Linked DNA regions of Oryctolagus cuniculus: region 2 is linked to region 1. Evidence: chromatin contacts called from public Micro-C data. All regions are on one chromosome and are shown on one strand. The core of a region is the stretch at or near the end of the contact, and the rest is flanking DNA. Distances in the headings are between cores, read along the strand shown. Region 1 has its middle 40 kb from the start of GORASP2. Region 2 holds the start of GORASP2 (golgi reassembly stacking protein 2).

Evidence for each region. Hi-C and Micro-C count contacts between places; a contact is called where the count stands out from the background.
Region 2: a contact with region 1 is called in a Micro-C map of ear pinna, with 8 times the contacts expected there. The contact joins the promoter of GORASP2 here to the enhancer-like site in region 1. A contact is called at or near these places in 5 of 6 Hi-C or Micro-C datasets (ear pinna, embryonic fibroblasts, liver and 2 more).

The regions. Positions count from the first base shown.
Region 1 is chr3:70,147,879-70,151,652 of mOryCun1.1, reverse strand. No RefSeq gene overlaps it. Among named protein-coding and RNA genes, the nearest start is that of GORASP2, 40 kb to the left of the region's middle. Within about 2 kb of position 2,507, at least 6 of the 8 cell types and tissues checked have an H3K27ac peak or open chromatin away from gene starts, as enhancers often do. A contact at or near this core is called in ear pinna, where this site is marked.
Region 2 is chr3:70,188,171-70,191,584 of mOryCun1.1, reverse strand. It overlaps GORASP2 (golgi reassembly stacking protein 2), which reads left to right and starts at 1,871. Exons shown (of 10, transcript XM_002712278.5): 1 at 1,871-2,128. The coding sequence starts at 2,066.

The sequences.
Region 1 (3,774 bases), core at 1,258-3,757:
TGGTTCGCTCCACACAGGTTTCCTCCGAGCCGCCCTGCGCATTTCAAAATGTGAATTGATTGCCAGTATTTGAAAGTCCTGCTGTTTCAAGAGCCGCGGCGCTCTTGGCCTCGCGAGGTGCCACGGGCCGGCCCTCGGCGGGCGAGCGCCCCCTGGCGGCCTGCCCACGCCGTCCCCGGAGCCGGCATCGTGGTGTCCACGCCGCTGCGGCCGCGGAAGGCCAGGCGGCGCTGGGAAACGCGGGCTCCCTGACATCAGGGAGCGGCGCCCACGGCGACCCAGGCCCCTCACTCCTGGGGACCCAAGGAACCCCGGTGCCGTGGTGGCCGGCGCTCAGACACTAGCCCGGGGCGTGGAAACAGTTCCCCGGCCAGGGCCTATGGCGGTGATTTCTCCTAACGACCACCGCCTCGGAATTTGCCAGCTGCGCGCCCAGGGACCCCGGAGCCGGAGCAGGCGTCACTGGGCCCCCGAGAAGCGCCCGGGTGAGGCTGGCGGCGGTTAGGGGACCTCCCATTTCTTGTCTGGCGCACTCGCACGTCCGTATTGTCGGATTTTTTTTTTTTTTTAAGCACATGTCAATTACTTTTTAATCAACAAAACCAATGGGATGGCTTCCACCTGGGAGCGGAGGCTCAGCCTCGAGCCAGCCTCGAGCCGCCTAGTGGTCCTGAAGCCTTTGGAGTCGCCGGCGCCCCGCCTGGACGCCGTGCGGGTCGGTGAGGGCCGTCGGCGGCCGGCCACGCACAAGGCGAGGTCCACACGGGCCGCCCCGCTGCTGAACTACCCGCGTGAAAGGCAGAAAGTGAGCGCAAACCCCTTGGCATTCTCAGGGAGCCCTGTAAAGGGCTCCAGGAGCTCAGGGCGCCTTCTGATGGTAATAAATAAGGAGCTTGGGGCCGGCGTCGTGGTGCGGCGGGCTAGGCGACTCCTTGGGAGTCCCGGCTGCTCCACTGCCGATGCAGCTCGCTGCTCACGCGCCTGGGAAGGTCGTGGAAGATGGGCCTTGCACCCACGTAGGAGACCGGGATGGAGTTCCAGGCTTTGGCCTGGCCCAGCCCTGGCCGTTGTGGGCATTTGGGGAGTGAACTCGGAATGGAAATGTGTTCTCTCCCTCCACCCCATCTCTCTCCTTCCCTGTTGCTCTTTCAAATAAATAAGGCATTTGCCAGCTTTGGGCTCTGCCACGGTTTTGTTTTTTCTTTTCCTGGAATGACAGCCCAGAAGGAAAAAGAGCATCAAACTTCAGAGACCTTGAAATTCACCTTTTCAGGTTCAGATCTCCACCGGCAAATAGTCTGTAGCCTGCAGAAAGAGCCCGGGAGTCCTCGTCTACAAGAATTGAAGGAAGGAGCAGCAGCCTGGGGCTGCTGAGAGAAGCGTGTGCAGCCTCCAGCGCCCGCGGGAAGCCGTGGGGCCCGATCCCCTCGTGGGCAGGTGGGGCTGGAGCAGCTTCCCGCCATCCCAACCCCACCCCTGAGATCCTGGGCACCCTGATGCTGCCTTATTCCTAAAGGGGTCAGGCGAGGTGGCCTGGAGGGAACATAGAGAGGGAGAGGGAGAGAGAGAGAGAGGCTGGGATTGGTGTTACCCAGACTGCGGTGCCCAGAAAAGAAAATGGTTTCTGATTTAATACTTACGTATACATTTATTTTAACATTTTTAAAAGTTGCTTTCGATCAAGCTAAAGTAGTTCCCTTTACAAATAAACTGCTGTCGGAAACAGCAAACAGTTTACAGTAGCATTGTGTTAACAGCAGGTGCCAAGCCCCGTGCTCGGGAAGTTTTCCTCTTCGTCCCAGTACGCAGGTGCATATTGTAGCTCAAATTGAGTCTCGGAGGCCTCTAGCTCACACCGTGGGGGAGCTTTAGGGTAGGAGCTGAACCTACGGAGGGCTGTCTGGTCCCAAGCGTCAGCTCCTCGCTTTGTGGAAACCAAGTTCGCCTTCCCGCAGGGCCTCGTGTCCTGCCCCCTGCCCACGCGGAGGGGGCTCGCTCAGGAACCGGGAGGGCTCCGAGCGGGGCCCGCAGTGCGCGCCGCGGGCCACCAGGTGGCGCCGCGAGCCTGGGAATGTCGCGCCGCGCCGGGAGCCGCGGGGTCTCCGGGACGGCCGGGCAGGGCCTCCGGGCGGGGCCGGGGCAGCCCCGAAGGTGGGAGCGCGTTTAGTTGTGTAGGGCGGCTCGGCTTCCCGGCGTCCCCTCCAGCCCAGCCGTTGAGCGGGATGGAGGATGCTGAAGAATCTGGGGGCCCTTTGACAATAAAACAAGAGTGGCAGCCCGCGAGGCTGCTGACTGGAAGACGCTACGCCGTTCGGGGGTGTGGCGCCCCGCAGCCCCCCAGGGAAGCAAGCGGAGCTGTGGGGACGCGGTGGGGTGCGGGTGCTCCCCTCCCCCTCCCTGCCCCCCACTCCCGGCCGGGCCCCCAGACTTGGAGCCGGCTGAGAAGCTCGCGGCCCCACAGGCCTGCGTGGGCAGAGCCCGGGCTAGGTCCCGGCCGCCATCCCCCTCCGCAGGGCGGCGCTTGCTGCCTCAGACCTGGGACCCGCAGCGCCTGGGGGGCGGCTGGGCTTGGACCCAGGTGTGTCTGACTCCCCAGGCCTCCGCGGTGGTTGGAACGGGCCAGCTGCGCTCGGAGGGCGGCCAGGGCCTGGGGTTCGGCCGAGCCACGCTGTCCGCTCGCCGGCTCGCCGCCCGGGCCTGCCCCGCGCGCTCCCTCCCGGAGGGGAGCCCCCTTAGCCGAGAGGCCGGTACCGAGGAGCCTGGTGGGGTCTCCGCCTGCGAGGTGGAGGCGGCTGTGGAACGGGCCAGCCGGCGGGTGCGGGAGCCGCTGCAGGCTGCGGGCAGCCAGAGCCCGGGCCGATTCCGAGGCCGGCGGCGCTGCAGGTCCGGCCAGTCGGGCGCCCTCGCCCCGTGACTTTCCTGGGAACTTAAAGGAAACGCACGAGTTTGTCCCCGGGGCAGCCCAGAGCCGCGTGGGTGCCCGTGGCCGAGCGTAGGAAGCTCCCCGGGGAGAAGCCTTACCGAGCCCGAGCGTGTGTGGGACAGAGTTTGGGCCAGGCGGGGAGGCACCTGCTCAGGAGTGAGTGCAGGCAGGGAGCTGCCTTGAGAGTGGCAGTGAAGGTCTCAAAGGCGACTCGGAGGCCTGGCGGGGCAGGAGTGGTCGGTGCAACCCCACGCTGCGTTCGGGGAGCTCCCGCAACGCCACCTGGGACCTCGTGCCCTGTGTCCAGCCTGCCAAGCACCTGGGCTCGGCGGCCGGTGGCGGGCAGCGGACCCAGGCGTGGCTCGTGCTGGCCGCAGAGCTTGGCGTCGCCCACGCGCTGCTGGGTTTGCAGGCGTCCCGGTGGCTTCCGTGAAAGCCTGCGAGTTCAGGTACAGAAGTGCGGCCTTGGGAGAGGCCGCCTAGTGGAGCTGCAGGGAGACCCCAGAAAAGGAGAGCACAGGAGATACCAGCCGAGGCAGGCCTGGGAAAGCCACGGGGGAAGAGCAAGAGCCAGGGAGACGCACGGGCCTCCATGGAGGTTTCCAGGGGTATCAGGCGACCCGGGAGACCTGTAGCAGGGCAGTGCCCGGTGGAGCCGCTGAGCCCTGGGACTGCTCCGCACCCAGGATGACGGGCATGGAGCCAGAGGAGTGGATGTTTGCTCCGCGGGGGTTCTGATGCGGCCCCTCGTTGGCTGTTACCGCTGTTTGCGCGCCTCCCACTGTTGTTTCCTGAGGTTTGCCACTTGTCTGTGCTCCGGAGGGCTCACAGCTGAGCCGTGTGCCTTGCGG
Region 2 (3,414 bases), core at 622-3,121, 41 kb before region 1:
TAACTTATTGATAGCAAAGAATGAGAAATAATTTTTATTTATGTTATTTATTTGAAAGGCAGAGCTATACAGAGAGGGAGAGAAAGAGAGGAAGAGGAGAGGAGAGGAGAGGAGAGGAGAGGAGAGGAGAGGAGAGGAGAGGAGAGGAGAGGAGAGGAGAGGAGAAGAGGATCTTCCATCCATTGGTTCACTCTGCAAATGGCCGCAACTGCCAGGGCTGTGCCAGGCTGAAGCCAGGAGCCAGAAGCTTCTTCCAGGTCTCTCATGTGGGCTCATGGGCCCAATCACTTGGGCCATCCTGCGATATTTTCACAGGTGCATTAGCGGGCAGCTAGACCAGATGTGGAGCAGCCAGGGCTCAAACCGGTGCCCACATGAGATTCTGGCATTGCAGGCAGTGGCTTTTCCCACTGCACCACAACGCTGGTCCAAATTTTTTTATTATTTAATCAAAATAATATTACTGCAAAAGAACCATGAAAGTCCCAGTACTTAAAGGGAGTTATTGTGGCACAGTGAGTTAAGCTGCCACTTGGGACGCCCACAACCCATATCAGAGTGATTGGTTCATGCATTGGCTACTCTGCTTCTGATCCAGGTTTCTGCTGATTGTTCAAGTCCTGGAGTCCCTGCCACCCACCAAGGAAACCTGGATGGAGCTCCTGGCTCCTGGTTTTAGCTTGGCCCAGCCCTGGCTGTTGCAGACATTTGGGGAGTGAACCAGTAGATTCAAGATTTCATTCTGTCGCTCTGCCTTTCAAATAGATAAATAAATCTTTTTTTAAAATTTAATATATTTTCAAAAGGAAATTATGAATACAATTTAAAAACAACAACAACAAATAAAACAAGGGCAGCAGGCGTCTGGCATAGCAGTAAAGTCAGTGCTTTGGACACCTGCATCCCATATCCAAGTGTGTGGGTTCAAGTCCTGGCTCCACTCCGGATTCCAGCTTCCTTCTCGTCCCAGCTTTGCTCTGGTCCAGCAGCAGCTGTTGCATGCATTTGGGGAGGGAGACAATGGACAAGAGTGCTCTCTCTCTTTGAAACAGAATGAATGAATAAAAATTTTTAAAGATTTTATTTATTTACTTGAAAGAGTTACAGAGAGACAGAGGCAGAGAGAGGGAGAGAGAGGTCTTCCATTAGCTGGTTCACTCCCCAGATGGCCGCAATGGCCGGAGCTGCGCCTATCCAAAACCAGGAACCAGGAGCCTCCTCCAGGTCTCCCAGGCGGGTGCAGGGACCCAAGGACTTGGGCCATCTTCTACTGCTTTCCCAGGCTACAGCATAGAGCTGGATTGGAAGTGGAGCAGCCGCGTCTCGAACCGGCTTTCATACGGGATGCCGGCGCTTCAGGCGGCGACTCTACCTGCTACGTCACAGCGCCGGCCCCAAAAATAAAGCTTTAAAATAAAACCTGTCTACTTATAGGAAATATCTGACCTTGGTCTCACAATAAAAGAGGAGAGAAAAAAATTGCATCAAAAAACAACTCGGCGGGTCCTCCATGACTCCATGACTGTGTGGGACAGCTGCCCTAAAGAGAAGGCGTCTCTTTATAAAACTGGGCTGAGTGGACGTGGATTCATCCCACACCTGCCTAACCTGGGCCAAGACCTACAAAACCAGAGCTGCAGCAGCTTAGTGTGAGCCCTTTCCAGCCTGTGGCCACCAGAGGGCGTTGCAACCCAGCAATCGTCATTCCGGGCGAGCAGGAACGCGTGTTGATGAAGCTTGTCTCCTCCACGGCTCCGTAGCAGGACTGAAGGAACTGTGTGTCTGCTCTCTCGCGAGGACGACTAGGCCCCTGCCCGCCCTCCCCGGTCCCTCCCGATCCGCTCGCGCGCCCCCAGACCCCTCCCGGTGGCTGGCGGCAGGTGGCGCTGTCTGTGGCGTCGCTGCGCCCCGGCTGCCTCGGCGACCATCTCCCGGCGGGCAGTGCGGCCCGGCTCTCCGGCGGCTGCGAGTGCCACGTCCCAAGTGCTACGCGGAGGGAGCGGGCGGTGCGGAGGGGCGGGGAGCAGAGCGGCGCCCGGCTCGGCTGCACCGATCGCCCGGCGCCATGGGCTCCTCGCAGAGCGTCGAGATCCCAGGCGGGGGCACAGAAGGCTACCACGTCCTGCGGGTAAGGCCTCCGACCGCGGCCCGCGAGCGGCGGGCTGGAAGTGGGAGGCGGAGGCCCCGATGGGCCCTTTGCCCGGGGCAGCTAGGCCCGCTCCCGCGAAGGAGCGGCGACCGGGGGCGCTGGCCCTGCCCGAGGCTGGTTGCGGAGGCCGCTCGCATCGGGTCTCCCCGGAGCGCTCCGGGCGACGGGCTGGAGCCGGAGGCGGCTGCGGGGCACTCGGCTGGGGGACGGCCCTGGGCTGCTGTCCCGCCTCGGAGCCCCTCTGCTCCCCACCTCTCTCTCCCCCACACCCGATTCTTAGCTCCCGAAGTCCGGGAGGGCTTGGGGCGGTGGTGAAGGGAGCCTCGCAGGCGGGCGGCGACGGCAGGTGTTGAGGTTCCCGGCCTTGTCCGGATGTCCGGGAGCCCCCGGGCCGAGTGGCCTGGACGTGGCTTCGGCGGACTTTGCTGGATATTGACGGGACGTTTTCCTCTCCCGTCGCCCCCGACCTTTCCAGCTCTCCTCTAACACATGTCCCGGAAGGCGGGGGGGACTTCGTCCCGAGACTGCCGAGGGTGCGCTGGAGTTCAGGGTTAAAAAGACAAGGCTCCTTGCGGAGCCAGCCGGGAAACTCGGGGGCCGGAGTCTGTCGGGGGAGCCCCTTGGAGCGGCTTTGCGCCGTAGGGAGCGGGGGCCGGCGCGGATGGCCGCGCTGTGACACCTGTGCGAGTGGGCGCCGTCAGCGGGGTGCCCGGGCGAGAGCGCGCTCGCTGGGGCGCCCTGGTCCCCGCTGCTGGGTCCCGGGTCTTAGGTGAGACAGCGTTCCCGAGGCGCCGCTGACGACGGGCTGAGGGCTGGCGTACAGCCTCTTTCTGATCTCCCAGGATTAGGTGGCCTGGTTGCTTCTCCGTTCCGCTCAGAATTCCTCTGGAAGCCACAGTCTTGGTGGGAAAGGATGGATTCCCCACCCCCACCCCAAAAGAAGAGTTTGAATAAACGCTATTTCCCTTCAGCTAACCAGAACACACACACACACACACACACACACACACCCCGAGTGCTGCCCTATTGATGGGGACCCTGGAAGAACCGGCCGTGTGAGAGGAAAGACAGTGAAGTGCTTCTCTCTTACCTGGTCTGATTTTGAGTTCCCTGCCCTGGGAGACGTGATCCAGGTTTGCCAGCAGATTCTCGCCGTGGCTGATGGTGGCCATGAATCCTTGGGGACGCGGGATGTTTTTATAAGCAGCCCTCATTGGGAGGGGAGCTCAGTAAAACACATTAGCAGTAATGAGCCCGAGTATTTG